Regions from separate parts of the Pan troglodytes genome. Here region 2 is linked to region 1. A link is a contact called in public capture Hi-C data. All regions are on one chromosome and are shown on one strand. The core of a region is the stretch at or near the end of the contact, and the rest is flanking DNA. Distances in the headings are between cores, read along the strand shown.

Region 1 (7,604 bases), core at 2,218-4,717:
GTAACTAGGATTAATTACAGGTTCATGCCACCATGCCTGGCTAATTTTTGTATTTTTAGTAGAGATGGGATTTCACCATGTTGGCCAGGCTGCTCTCGAACTCCTGACCTCAGGTGATCCACCCGCCTCAGCCTCCCAAAGTGCTGGGATTACAGGTGTGAGCCACAGCACCCAGCCAACCGCTCACTTTTTGCATATAGCTGCTCCTTAAGGAATGAACATCTGGGGAATCACAGATATGCTAGTTGGATATGTTAGATTTTTTTCAGCTTCTCAGTAAAGTAAATGCTAAATATTAAAATAAAAATTTAGTTATAAATATTTTTATAATAGTAATAAAATGACTACTAAAAGTTAAAAATGTCTGTGTTACACCTAAAATCATGTCAAACTACCAGTAGAAGGAGAGCCAAACCTTAGGGAAGCCACAGTACAAAAGAGAGGCCACACTGTCCCCTCAGAGGCAAGAGCACATTTCATAGGGATTGGTGAAGAGCTGCAACTTTCAGACTTTTTTCCCCCTGCTAACTAAATCTTTTCTTCCATTAAAATCTTATATTAAACTTAAGAATTGTAAATACTTAGAAGCAAAACCGCCCTGCAGTGTTGAAGCAAAGATCCCCCCTCCACACACACTGTTGTCAAGGCCCCTGATAAATCATCCAACAAACCCAATTTGAAAGCCATTGGTTAAAACCAGTGGTTCTCAAAGTGTGGTCCCCAAGGCAGCAGCACCAGCATCACCTACAGACATGATAGAAATACACATTTTCAGACTCTACCCCAGAACTACTGAATCCAAAACCCTAGGGGTTGGCCCCAACACACCTGTGCTTCAGAGATCCTTCCAGGTAATTCTAATGCACAAGTCTAGGAAACACCAGTTTCCACAGGAAAACTTCCTGCAGAAAGAGCAGTCTGAGTTGGGCCTTGAAGAAAGGGAAGAACTTGTGAGTGCAGAGAGAACAGGTGGGCAAGCCATGCTGGGAGGTCAGCAAAGACAGACGAGGAGCAAAGAAAAGGGTGTTGACCAGAGCAAGAGGCTCCCATTGGAAGGTGGATAAAGACCAGGCAGGTTAGGACAGTTGGGCACAGTGGACACCAGAAGAAAGAGCTCACCCTGGTGGTCTCCCTAGAGCCTGGGCCGCCTAACATCTGTGTCCCTGGAGCCACAGGTCCTGGCCAAGTGGAGAGGACAGAGAGCCAAGGAGGCAGGGCCAGGGCAGCCTGTGAAGCATTTACTATCACATAAATCCAGATGTGAACAAGTGATTCAGCCTCTTTGTGCCTCAGTTTTTCCCCCTCCCCTTCCCATGTAATGTGAGCAATAGCAGGATGTACCTCTTAGGGCAGTCACTGAGGGTTGAAATAACACTGGAGGAAGTGCTTGGCAAATTAAGCCTTTACACAGACATGTCAAGGACAGAAGGTGAAAGCCAGGCTTCCAGAAGCAGCTGAGCCCTGCCCTGAGCTGGGGGCCTTCCCAAACAGAGCCCAGCCTTTGCCCTCTGCTGACGTTAGCTGTCAGGGCTGGTGATTTGGTAGAGGGCTGGTGTGGGTGGTAGGAGTGTCGCAGCACTGTGCTGAGTTATGAAATGGAAAGTCAGAGAATTGCTGTCCAGAAGCTGCTGTCAGGGAGCCGTGAGTTTGAGCAGGTAGGTGGCCCTGGAGAGACACCAGGCTCTGTCTTAGCCATGGGGAAACCAAGCTAAGGATGCCCTGGCACTCCTGGCCTAGATTTTCATGCTGAGCCTGTAACAGATCTTTAGTACCCTTCATTCAGTTTCCAATCCTCAGGGGCCCAAGGCTCTAGCAATTCCAGATTAAAATGATTTTGCTTCCAAACACTTTTCCCTGAGGCAACCCTGTTTCTGTTGCCATTAGTACACTCTCACTCATTCCACATCTACCAGGCCCCATGTTTGGGCCAGACCCTGGGCTAGGTGCAGGGGCCACAGAGCTAAACAAACACAGTCCAGGGAGGAAGACACACATATCAACAAGTAGTGGTTCCACAGCAGAATCAAATCATTCTCACTGGAGACACTGGTGTCATGCTACAGGAACACCAGTGATGAAGCAAAGTTTTTTTGTTTTTTGGGTTTTCTTGGAGACAGTGTCTCACTGTGTCACCCAGGTTGGAGTGCTGTGGCATGATCACAGCTCCCTGCAACCTCCACCTCCCAGCCTCAAGTGATCCTCCTACCTCAGCCTCCTGAGTAGCTGGGACTGCAGGTGTGCATCACAAAGTCTAATTTTTGTTTTTTTCTGGAAGAGACAGGGTTTCGTCATGTTGCTCAGGCTGGTCTTGAACTCCTGGGCTGAAGCAGTCTGCCCACCTTGGCCTCGCAAAGTGCTGGGATTACAGGTGTGAGCCACTGTGCCCACCAGGAGCAAATATTTTTGCTTGGAGGACCTTGGAGGAGGAGGTGGTGTTTGAGCTGAGACATGACCTGTGCCTCAGAATCATTTTCTCAGGCTGAGCAGCGAGGAAGCCCTGGGGAGGAGGAGGCCCCATCAGCCTGCATGGAAGCCATGTGGGAGGGCTGGGGTTAATGGAGGGCACAGGCTGAGCTGACCAGCAGCTGAGGGGGCCAGGAGGCCAGTCCAACCACAAAAAATGAGATCTCCTCCTCAGCATCAGTACAATAACCTCTAGCCACCCAGGAAGGCCACCTTGGCCTCAGGGCCAGAGTCAGGGAGCCCAACCAAAGCTATTCTAACTGGGGGAGTTGGCAGCCACCAGCTTTTGGCTCACTAAGCCCCACTGACCAGCTTCAGAGTGAGGATGTCAGCCTGGGTTCCCAGCAGGGACCTGCAGGCTAGATTCCATGGTCTCCATTCTGTCCATGACTGATGTTGTTCATCTGCACAGCCATAATCACAAATGGTGATGAGGGCACATGAAGATTCTATTCCAGGCCCCAGGGCAAATACACAGAAAAGCCCACCTGAGCCCCTCCTTGCCCCAGAATGGGGACAGACTTCACTGTTCCTTGGCACTGAGACTTGTGAGAAGGCCAGACTCACATGCCAGCAAGGCCAAATGGCCACATAGGTAACAGACATGGGGAAAATGGGCTGGAGTCCCCATAGGGAGTGGTGGGGGCTACAGTAGCCTAAAGGGTGGAGCCCCATCCAAAGGAGTGGCTGACCTCAGCTCCAGCAGACACTGCCATGTGGGAATACAGATTATCAAGAGAAGCGGGACCACCGGGGTTTCTATGTGAGATATCTAAGTTTTTGAGTGTTGGCCATTTTAAAACACCGCGTGGGTGTGCTCTTTGAATGCAATGCAGTGCATGCTCTCTGAGTCTTGATTTCTACAATCCTATCCACTGCCAAGGTCTTTGTCTCATTGGATCCTCACTCCTGTTTTAGGGATGAGAAGCCTCATGTTAGAAGCCCAGTAAGTGGCAGAGCTAGGATTTAAATCCGGATCAGGTTTCCACCCAAACCAGCTCTCCCACCGTGCTGGCTCCGGGACATGAAAGACAGAGCCGAGAGAGTGTGGGCTGTGCTACAGGAGTAGGGGGTTGCTGCAGTGGAGCCTGAGGTCTCCGCTTGCTGCCTACCCTAAATCCCAGGAACTTTTTGTTACTGTGAGGCTCTATCGCCACCTAGTGGTCACGACTCAGCATTCAGGTTAGAGCAACCAGCACCTAGAGGAATAACAAACCCTTCCTCCCTCAAGTCCCTTAAGACTTCAGGCTGAACACCTGAAGTCTCTGAGCCTTAAGTCTTTTATTTGAAAAATGGAGGAAAAAGTGTGCCTCATTCCTGGGGGTTGTTAGGATTAAATAAGAGAATGCAAGTTAACTGCTTAGCATAGGGTAGCACAATGCCTGGCCTCTACTAAGGGATTAACACGTATCCACCATTATTATTAAAAGCAAAAGAAAGCCAGGCATGGTGGCTCACGCCTGTAACTCCAGCATTCTTGGAAGCCAAGGCAGGAGGATCGCCTGAGCCCAGGAGTTTGAGAGTATCCTGGGCAACATATTCAGACTCCATCTATGCAAAAAATAAAAAATTACCCAAGCATAGTAGTGCACATGTATGGTCCTAGCTACTTGAGAGGCTGAGGCAGGAGGATCACTTGAACCCTGGAGGTCAAGGCTGCAGTGAGCTGTGATTGCACCACTGCACTGCAGCCTGGGTGAGAGAGCAAGACCCGATCTCAAAAAAAATAAATAAAAGCAAAGGCAAAAAGGCCATGGGCCACTCTGGCCAATGCCCGTGGTTATGCCAGTTCCAGGCAGGATGCGTCCAGCCCCACCCTGACAACTCCAGAGCTCTCCACCTCCCACTTGGCACCAGTTCAGTCTGGCCCAGTAGATAATGAGGAAGACCCTCAGAGCCCCCTTCTCTCCCCTGAAATCCTTAAATATGTCTCCAGGAGACTAATCACTGGGGCTTGGGACCACTATATCATCATTTCTTTTAGTGTGAACCTTAGGTTGTTACTATTTTTTCCTTTTTTTTCTCTACTTTTGTCATAGTAGAGCCATTTTCCCATTATTTTGTTTCAAAAGCTAAGATTTAATAATGATTTTTGTTTGTTTTTTTGAGACAGAGTCTCACTCTGTCACCCGGGCTAGAGTGCAGTAGCGCGATCTTGGGTCACTGCAACCTCCACCTCCTGGGTTCAGGTGATTCTCCTGCCTCAGCCTCCCGAGTAGCTGGGACTACAGGCACCCGCCACCACGCCTGGCTAATTTTTTGTATTTTTAGTAGAGATGGGGGTTTCACTATGTTGGCCAGGCTGGTCTCGAACTCCTGACCTTGTGATCTGCCCGCCTTGGCCTCCCAAATCCCCAACAGGGATTTGTCAGGGAGAATTCAAGGATGTAATCCCAAAGTGCTAGGATTACAGGTGTGAGCCACCGTGCCCGGCCATGATTTTATTTTTTTATTTTTTAAGGCAAGTAGAAATGGAGGCATCCTGACTTAGGGATGCTGGTAAAAAGCCAGAGCCTTTAGCACTGCCTACCCTGAACCTCCAGGGATCCACAGTTTGAAAAACACTGGCTTCAGCCATTATATCCAGGAGATCTGGTTAAAAGTTGCCAGGAAGAGGCGACCTGTTAACCCATGAGCACCTACCGGCATAGATAACATTATGGGAGGTTTGGATTTGGAAGCAATCCTGACTTTGAACCTGAGTTCCAGCACTTCTTAGCAGTGTGGCCCCTATCAGGTTACTTAGCTTCCTTCCCTAAAATGGGACTCACAAGAGTCCCCTCCTCAGAAATGGGAATGAGCCAGTGGGAGTATACAGAGCCCTGAGTGGCTCAAAGCCCTGGGTGGCTGTAAGTTTGCCAAATCCATAGGCAGGTTCTTCCAGGGCCCACTAACCTACTCCCCCACTCCAGTTGCTGCCACACCCAGCTCCAGCAAGCCCAGAGTAAGGTCAAGGAGTCATCATTTCCACCTTTCACTGAGCACTTGCTAGGTGTCACAGGCCACGTATTGCCCATTAAAACCAGCGTAGGGCCAGGCACGCTGGCTCACGCCTATAATCCCAACACTTTGGGAGGTCAAGGGAGGAGGATCACTTGAGGTCAGGAGTTCAAGAACAGCCTGGCCAACATGGCAAAACCCCGTCTCTACTAAAAATACAAAAATTAGCCGGGGATGGTGGTGGGTGCCTGTAATCCCAGCTACTTGGGAAGCTGAGGCAGGAGAATTGCTTGAACCAGGGAGGTGGAGGTTGCAGTGAGCTGAGATCACGCCAATGTACTCCAGCCTAGGCAACAGAGTGAGACTCCATCTCAAAAAACAAAAACAAAACAAAAAACAGTGTAGGCCGGGTGCAGTGACCTGTAACCCCAGCCCTTTGGGAGGCCAAGGTGGGAGGATGGCTTGAGCCCAGGAGTTCAAGGCTGCAGTGAGCGATGATTGCACCACTACATTCCATCCTGGGCAACAGAGCAAGACCCCTGTCTCTTACTAAAAACAACCAAAAAACCAATGTTGTAAAATGAGTATAAAACTCATTGAATAGAAGCAGAAACAGGGGCTTACAGAAGTGATATGACTTGCCCAGGGTCCCTCAGCTGGCAGGCCCAGTGTGATCCCAGATCTCTCTCCACAAAGTATGACCTGGCTGAAGGCTATACCTCGAGCCTACCTAGGATTCTCCCATGTGGGCATCAGATGAGGCCCTCCAGGAAGCCCAGCACTGGGGCACTGCAGAACCCAGCACTTTGTCTAGGGCAAGAGCCAGTGACCACACAGCCCTCTCTGATCTGTGGCTTCTGCCAGACCACTGTCTCCAGGCTGGGTACCCCTGCAGGCTATTCACCAGCACCTGGGATGGCAAGAAGGGAAGAAGGAGTTGGGCCTGGAGCCAGCTGCCAGGCAGGAGTAGGTGGTATGTGTTCGCTGTGTCTGTGTGTGTGTGTCTATAATGGGAAAACAGCTGCCCTGACTCCCTGAATCATAATGTTGGAAGCGAGTGCCTGAGCTGCAGTCTCCTGACAACTCCCTTTCTGACAGGTGGCTGCCCAGCATCTGTTGACACACCTCCAGGGTGGTGAGCTCATTTGCATCCAAACAGCATCCATTTCTAGGACGCTGTGGGATATACCTGCATATTTTTGCACGTGTGGTTAGAAAACTGTGTGAGGGCTCAAGGTCACAAGTTTATGGTCTCTGCACGGGGCCCTCCCTCCCCTTCCTGCTTTTACCAACCCATCTGTAGGATCAGAGTCCTCTGCCTTGCCCTCAGCTTGCAACTTGGAGCAGCTGGAGGCTTCTGAAATAGAAATAGCTCTACCTTCATAGGGCTTTTTGGCTCCCCATCACAAAACCAGATTCCTCAGTGGACTCTTTTACCCACCACTCCACCTCCCACTACCCTATCTCTTGGCTAGACCTTACATTGATAAGTTGTCATTTACTTTATAGGAAAGGCTAAGGAAAGTGGAATGGAAGCTTTGTGAGTGCAGTTACCCTATCTTCCCTGTTTGTCACTGATCCACAGCACCCAGGACGAGGTGGCCCATAACAGACACTTGGTGGGTGGGCGGATGAAGGGTAGATGATGGATGGATGGATGGATGGATGGATGGATGGATGGAAGAGAGTAGGTAAATAAGTAGGTGGGTAGGTAGAGAGATGGATAGGTGGATGGATGCAGAGGAGGGTGGGTGGGTAGATGAAGGATGGATGGATGTGATGGGATGAATGGATGAAGAGGGTAGATAAATAAGTAGGTGGGTGGGTGGAGAGATGGATAGGTGGATGGATGGAGAGGAGGGTGGACGGATGAATAGGTAGAATAGATGGAAAGGAAGTATGGATGGTTGAATGGATGGGTGGATAGTTGGATGAATGAGTGGGAGGAGAGATTTCCCAATGGATTTGAGTGGGTCCTGGGCTACTGCATGTCCTCTGCCATCACTTTCTCCCAGGGATCAGCACTAGAACAGGGATCACTAGCTTTGCAGGCAATGGTCCTTGTTAGTCTTCTAACACTAAAATAACTGCTCACATTTTCCCAGTAATTGACAAAGCGCTTTTTTGTTTTTGTTTTTTTTTTAAGAAATAGGGGTCGTGCTATGTTTCCCAGGCTGAACTTGAACACCTGGGCTCAAGTG
Region 2 (7,604 bases), core at 3,382-5,881, 270 kb before region 1:
GGCTCACTGCAACCTCCACCTCCCAGGTTCAAGCAATTCTCCTGCCTCATCCTCCTGAGTAGCCGGGATTACAGGCACCTGTCACCATGCCTGGCTAATTTTCATATTTTTAGTAGAGATGGGATTTCACCATGTTGCCAGGCTGGTCTCCAACTCCTGACCTCAAGTAATCCACCAGCCTTGGCCTCCCAAAGTGCTGGGATTACAGGCGTGAGCCACTGTGCCTGGCTCAGGTTTGGTGTTTGTTTTCATATTTATATATCGAATTGGGAAGGCTAGTATGCAACTTATGGAATCCGACACTGTGCTGAGCCATGAGAGGCAGATAAATCATTTATATACTGGGCAATTGCAACTGCCATTTTGGTCAGCGTATGTGCAGGGTGAGTCTGAGGTAAAAACATGAATCGGCTCTTCAGACCTACTTTCACATCCTTACGTGGTAATGTTTTGAGGCAGGTATTTTTTTGTAAAATGGGTTTTCCCCCTCTTTATTATGTTTTGTAACAGAAGTTCAGCAAACTATGGCCTGGGAAACTGGCCCCTAGGCCAAGTCTGGCCCACAGAATGTTTCTGTAAATAAAGTTTTATCGAAACAGAGTTCATTCATTTGGTACTATCGATGGCTGCTTTTTTCCTAGAAACAGAATTGAGTGGCAACAGAGACTGTGTATGTTGCCCACAAAGGCTAAAGTATTGACTGGCCTTCTAAGAAAACGTTTCTCTTCCTCTGCTCTATATATTAACATGCACATATGACTATGCAGAGCTTGTTTTATTCCACTGGGGCTCTTATAATAAAATACCATAGACTGGGTGACTTAGAACTTCAGAAACTTACTCTTCACAGTTCTGGAGGTTAGAAGTGTAAGATCAAAGCTCCAGCGGATTTGGTGTCTGTTGAGTGTGTTTCCTGGATCATAGAAGGTGCCTTCCAGCTACTTCCTCACATGGAGGAAGGGACAAGGCAGCTCTCTGGGGTCCCTTTTATAAGGGCACAATTTCATTCATGAGCATTCCTCCCTCATGACCTAATCACCTCCCAAACTCCCCACCTCTAAATAGCATCACATTAGTGATTAGGCCTCTACAGATGAATTTGGGCGGGGTGGGGTGGGATATAAATATTTAGACCACAGCAGACTGTATGTATATTCAAAGCCATCCAATGCTGTATTTTTTCAGTGGTTTAAGGAACTTTCAAGGGTAATTTTAACTAGCTGTGACCTCATCTTACACACTGGTTTCTGAATCTAAACCTAGAAAAGATTCATCTTGGCCAGGCATGGTGGCTCACACCTGTAATCCCAGCACTTTGGGAGGCTGAGGTGGGTGGATCACTTGAGTCCAGGACTTTGAGACCATCCTGAGTAACATAGTGAGAGCCCATTTCTACAAAAAATTAGCTGGGTGTGGTGGCGTGTGTCTGTTGTCCTAGCTACTAGGGAGGATGAGGTGGGAGAATCACCTGAGCCCAGGAAGCTGAGGCTGCAGTGAGCCGTAATCTCGCGCCATGCACTCTAGCCTGGGCAACAGAGCGAGCCCCTGCCTCAAAAAAAACAAGACAAAAAATTCATTTTTACTGTTGTATATTTGACTGTTGTTCTTTGGGTCTTTTGTCTACATGGGTCAGCTGTTTTTGGCCTTGTGTATCTAGTCACAGCACACGCTTTTGAAAGATTTCTGTAAGGAATCTTTCTCTGGAGGATAGGCTGGCTGTAATAAGAGCGAAACCATCTCTGTGATACGTTCCCAGGACTGAGATTTCATGGAACCACATGTGTATGACACACCACAGATATGAACTTCATGGAGCCCCCAGTTGCTTTGAATTTCTCATGGTCTCATTCCTCCTGGACTGTCTGCAAAGATGCTGAACGGTCCCCATGACTGCAGGATTCTCTGTGGCCCATGCTCAGTGACACTTACTGGAAGGGAAGCTTAGCTTCACCAAATCCAGTCAGGTTTGCCTGGAGATAAGAGCCTCAGAACACCCGCAGGTGAAACTCCGTTCACCCCACAGGTCAGCTTGTTCAGGGGTGAGCTGTCCTGACTGTTAGAGTCCCCAGACACACTCATGAAAAATACAGATGCTCATATGCCCCAGGAAGTTCTGATCCTGGAGAGGTGGGGTGGGCATAGGCATCTGTGTTTTTAACGACCTCTGCAGAAGAGCCTGAAGGGCAGCCAGGTGTGGGAACTGCTAAGCTAGTCCACACTCCTCCCTTCATAGCTCAGGAAGACAGACCCAAAGTTGACTCAGCAGATGACCAGAAAGGACCAAATCCCAGGCCCTGACAATTAGTCCCCACCAATGATTTCCAAACCCACTTTAGCAGAGCCCTGCAGTGCTCACAGATGTCTTTGACACTATCCTGGGTAAGAGAATAACCCGGGGGCAGCCCTAATAACAGAGTTCTGGCCTTCTTCATGGTTAATCAGAATCCATGTATATGCTTTAAATATTAGGGTCACATTAGACTTTGTTCCTAGAGCAAGAGCTGCTGAGACAAACAACTGCTAATGGGGGAAAAAAATACAATTGAAATTCTCAGCCCTGCATCTTGCAGTGAAATCAATCCACCAAAGCTTCCTTTTCTTAAAAATCCCCAGAAAGGGAAAATTCCACAACTTACACCTGCCTCAGAAGGACCTGCAAAGTGTCTCCCGACCTCACAATCATTTCTCTCAGGTGCTGAGAGGGAGTTTCTACCTGCAGCCTCACATCCATCTGCAGCCCCCTCAGGCTCCGGCTCTGTTCTCTGTATGCACCTAAATCACATGACACCTAAACCCTGCCTGTTCCAACGGAGCCTCTTCCTTCGCTGAGTCTCCTCTGAACCCAAAAATCCACAGCCCCCGTTTGCTGTGTCAATGCCCTTCTGTTGCCATGACTATTAATAGTGGGCAAGCACCCACTGTGTGCCAGGCAGTGCATCAGGCCCCGGACAAGGCAGGGGTGTTGCTGGGGTGGCGCGTCAGGTCCGGCAGAGAAGGGAAAGTGTGGCACACAGTCATTCACTGCCCTTCCTGTGGGTGGCAGTTTTCAGGATAATAATAAAAACAACCTGGCCAGGCATGGTGGCTCACGCCTGTAATCCCAGCACTTTGGGAGGCTGAGGTGGGTGGATCGCTTGAGGTCAGGAGTTCGAGACCAGCCTGGCCAACATGGCGAGACCCCCATCTCTACTAAAAATACAAAAATTAGCCGGGTGTGGTGGTGCATGCCTGTCATCCCAGCTTCTCAGGAGGCTGAGGCAGGAGAATTTTGAACCCAGGAGACAGAGGTTGCAGTGAGCCAAGATCGAGATTGTACCACTGCACTCCAGCCTGAGCGACATAGCAAGACTCCATCTCAAAAAAGAAAAAAACAAAACAACAACAACAAAAAAACTACCTTTCAGGCTCTCCTTCCCCATTATTGCCCAGCCCCAGCCCTTGGGTCTGCATCCAGCCTCAGGCCCTGCATGTGGGGCACATTCTTCCAGGAGGATTCCACCAAGCCAGCTCAGTGTATGAAGAACCAGGCCCCCACTTTTCACACTGGCAGCCCTGGTGCCTCTGTCAGCCAGGACCCAGGTGGCCCTGCCCCTGACCTGGGCACAGCTGTGGGGCAGAAATCCTCAAGGCCCACCACCCCAGCCTGTTTTTTTTCTTCCTATGCCTCCTTTTTGGGCCACAGTCCCATGCAACATCTCTGCACTGCCACCTCCTGGCCAAAGAGAGCAGTGAGCAGGGGCCTGTGGGAGTGGAGTCCAGGCACCAGGGCGGTGGACGGCGGCTCTCCCTGCAGCTCCTGAGGGACCCAGGGAACATCCCAGAGTGCAGTCTGCAGAGATGACACCCACAGGCCAGGGAAAGGTGATGGGCAGCATCAGCCCAAATGTTCCCCCAGAAAAGTCCCCAGCAGAGGCAAGCATCTGTTTTTTCTCTCGTTGCATTTCTCTTTCAGCCTTTTAGTTTATATTGCCCTTGGTTTCTGTTTAAATGTTTAAATACTTGCATATTTGTGTGTGTGTGTGTAGGATCTAATTCCTTATGTGCAGTGTATGTTTCTTACTTCCATAGACAATACTGACTCTCTCATGCAGATCAAAACAAAGGGCACACCACAATATATAGAAACTAGAAAATGCTAGTGTGAGACATAATAGTAATAATAACAATACACCCCCATACATTCACCATTTAATTGCGAAATCTCTTCTCTTTGAAAAAAAGACTGAGCTAATTTTTAGTTCCAGAAACCTGTTCTCTATCATCAGATGGAGCTGATAAAAGGCTTTGCAAATGGAGAGGTGTTCGAAGGGGAGGGGAGCAGCTATGTGTTCCAGTAGGTCAAGTTGAAGACACCCTTTCTAAACCCTGGAGTAACTGAGCAAAGAGTAGGGAAGGGGTGAGAATGAGGGATGAAGGCTGGGCTAGGGGGTGAGCGTGTGTCCGGTGTCGAAAGACCCCAGGCAGGCCACAGAGGGGATTGTGGACCTACAAGCCCCCAGATGCCTGTCCTCTGATGATTCAGGGCCTGTGCTTGCAAATCAGCCCAGAAACCTGCAGAAGATGCTGGAGCCAGGTGGTCCCTGCCATCACCAAGCCTCTCCCCTGGATGTCACTGTTGTGCTGTGTGAACAAGGCTGGGGAACACTATGGGACCATGAGAATCCCTCCCTAACAGCCGCTGCCCCTTGGGGCTGGGGGAGGCACAGTAGGAAAAGGCAGGGCCCAGGCTATCTGCAGGCATTTGGGAGGTTGGGGCCCAATGTCTCCAGCCCAATGCTGCTGCCCCATGGTAGCATCTGTGGGTGATACTAAGGCTCTCTGGTCCTGTAGGTCCTGCAGCAGGACTGATTCTCTATTACAAAGAGGCTGGGGAGGCTGAGAGGACTGGGGTCAACTGAGTCCCCTCCCTTGGTCTCTCAGGCCCTTGGATAGGTTCTCAAATCAGCAGCCATAAGAAAGAGCTAAAGGGTCAACGTGTATAGTGATTGCAAGCACAGACACAAGTCCCAATCCCAGCCTCATTGAAAACCAGCCAGGTAAACTCAGGGAAATTGTTTCATCTCAGAGCCTCACTGCTACCACCTACATTTGATGTGACTCCCCCCTAGCATTGTCGTAAGAATTAAATAAGAATACAGCACATAAAACTTAGTACATAGAGTGCGGCTATTATTGTAACAAGGAATTTAGAAACAGTACGCGAGAAACTTTCCAAGTTCATAGCCTGGGAGGAAAATCTTGTTTCTAATCCGATCATGACATTAAGCACAAGCCCAAAGATTAGAACAAATCAAGAGACATTTGGCCCAGGCCTAGTGGAACCACTGCCCTCTTTTCTTTGTACGTGGTTTTGGGTTTCCCTAAGACGCTGGCTGCCTCTTCACAGAGCCACATATGCATGTGTTTTGTTGCACGTGTTGGGAGGAGGAAACACCCGAGTTTAGCCCTAAAGCAGTCGGGATTGTTTTCTCTCTCTCAGTGTTGATATATTTGGAATAACTGAAAGCAGACTTAGAACATATTAAAAGTATAGCATGTGGAGAGGGTTCCAGGCGGAGACACAGAACCTCTGTGGAGAGGCCAGGCCAGAATGTGTGGTCATCTCTCTTGCCTAAGACTGGATACTGGGCCGGGCGTGGTGGCTCATGCCTGTAATCCCGGCACTTTGGGAGGCTGAGGTAGGCAGATCATAAGGTCAGGAGTTCAAGACAAGCCTGGCCAACATGGTGAAACTCTGTCTCTACTAAAAATACAAAAATTAGCCAGGCATGGTGGCACATGCCTGTAGTCCCAGCTACTTGGGAAGCTGAGGCAGGAGAATCACTTGAACCTGGGAGGTGGAGGTTGCAGTGAGCATTGCGCCACTGCACATCAGCTTGGGTAACAGAGTGAGACCTTGTCTCAAAAAAAAAAAAAAAATGTGGATACCAATCACGAAGCTTTTGATCTTCCTTTGGTTTTCTTTTCTGGAATGCAGTTTTGCATGGTCAGTCATTAAAGCAACTCCCTGATATGTTATCAGTGTGATGTGACTTTGTGGGGCATGAGCTGGCAGGGTCCCATTCCCTTTCCAGAAGTTGAGTGTCAGTGTTGCCAATCTTCTGAGCTGAACAGGTACCACCCTGGGGCCTCTCCTTCCCTCCTTCCTCTTCCTTTCCTCGGGTGTCACAGGTCAGTCCCAGTTGGGGTCCTGATACTCATCTCTATTTCATCAGCAACCTGTGGACAACTGGAGGTACAGACCCTTCACGGGGTTGGCATGGGTTTATTGAATGGAGCCACTGTTCTTACCTCAGAGTAAGTTAGGGATACAACTGAGAGGCCCATTTGATATTAAAGAGCCATCAAGTCACCATACAAAGTAGCTTAGGGGATGGCAACCCCACACTTGCTCATGACTGTCACCCATAGACAATGGACAAACTGGGAGGTGGAAGGTACCCTTTTAGTTTTGTTATACAGTTGAATTTTCTGTTTTTAGGGGACAGTTTTGGCATCTTAACTTCATATTCACTGACTCAACCCATACTTCCTCTTTCAGGTCATTTTTTGGGCCTACTACCCCAAAAGAGGTGTTATGTCTTTGCTGTAGGATAACAGGGACAGCAGAGGCAAGTATGGCATGCTTCGGTGGGGGAAAGGTAAATTGAAAAATGAGAAGGGAAGCAGTGCCCAAGCAGCTGCAAAATTGTTCAAAACCATTTTCTCAACTGGGTTAATTGTTCTTCCCCATGGTGCAGAGATACCTACGCCTTCAGAAGTCTGCATTTCTTTATTGCAAGGAGCAGCAGCCTATTAAGAGAGACAGATTGTCTACCAGGAGTGGCTGAGTCTCCACCTCTCTTCCCTTTCTCTCTCTCACTTCTCTCCTGCTAACACCCTGTCCCACAAGACAGAGCTATCTGACTCTCCCCGCCCCATTGATATTAGCTTTATCACTGGGAAGGATTGTCAGCGATAGGAGGGGTGGGCAGACTCAAACCAGCTCTGCTTGAAGAGTAAGAATAATTACAAAATCTCGGGCCGTTATCCAATTACTTTGACATGTGGCCCTTCTAGGGAGTTCTAACTGGATTAAGTTCATTATAAAAAGATTAGTCCTAGGATGGGGACTGTGCATAACAAAGTGAACCTTCAGAATGTGTGCTGCTGGGCCACCAAGGACTGTGGGGGTAAAACTGAGTGAATGGCTTTGTTTATTGAATTACTGCTTAGGGATTCGCCAAGGAGTTTTGTTCAGATAGAGTTTGTGACTTAAAGCAACTGTCAGCAGTTTCCTGTTTGTTTTCCTTTTTTCAACACTATTCTTCAATGCCATTGTAGTTACTGTCAAAGCACTAATTCAAGGTGTTTGTCCCTAATGTTCTGTGTGAGCATGGAGGTGAGATTATTGATCAAAATGGATCTGAGACACAGGGAGCTCATATATTATTCATAAACTGTGTATATGTGCACATATAGAGAGAGTGTGCGTTCACTCATATAATACCTTGCATTTGCATAATGCTTCCTAGCTTTACAAAGCACTTTCATATTTCTCATTTGACCTACACAGCAATGCTTTGGGATAAATAGGCATTATTATACTGATTTTACAGATAATG

What was found. Capture Hi-C pulls out chosen DNA fragments and counts their contacts.
Region 2: a contact with region 1 is called in a capture Hi-C map of stem cell-derived neural stem cells, with 3 times the contacts expected there. The contact joins two enhancer-like sites. A contact is called at or near these places in 1 of 7 Hi-C or Micro-C datasets (stem cell-derived neural progenitor cells) and 1 of 1 other capture datasets (stem cell-derived neural stem cells).

Annotation. Positions count from the first base shown.
Region 1 is chr4:166,348,769-166,356,372 of NHGRI_mPanTro3-v2.0_pri, reverse strand. All of the region lies in intron 32 of SLIT3 (slit guidance ligand 3), which reads left to right. The region is part of intron 2 of LOC134810128 (a long non-coding RNA gene); the gene reads right to left. Among named protein-coding and RNA genes, the nearest start is that of MIR218-2, 89 kb to the left of the region's middle. Within about 2 kb of position 3,467, at least 2 of the 24 cell types and tissues checked have an H3K27ac peak or open chromatin away from gene starts, as enhancers often do. A contact at or near this core is called in stem cell-derived neural stem cells, where this site is marked.
Region 2 is chr4:166,616,723-166,624,326 of NHGRI_mPanTro3-v2.0_pri, reverse strand. All of the region lies in intron 4 of SLIT3 (slit guidance ligand 3), which reads left to right. Among named protein-coding and RNA genes, the nearest start is that of MIR218-2, 180 kb to the right of the region's middle. Within about 2 kb of position 4,631, at least 2 of the 24 cell types and tissues checked have an H3K27ac peak or open chromatin away from gene starts, as enhancers often do. A contact at or near this core is called in stem cell-derived neural stem cells, where this site is marked.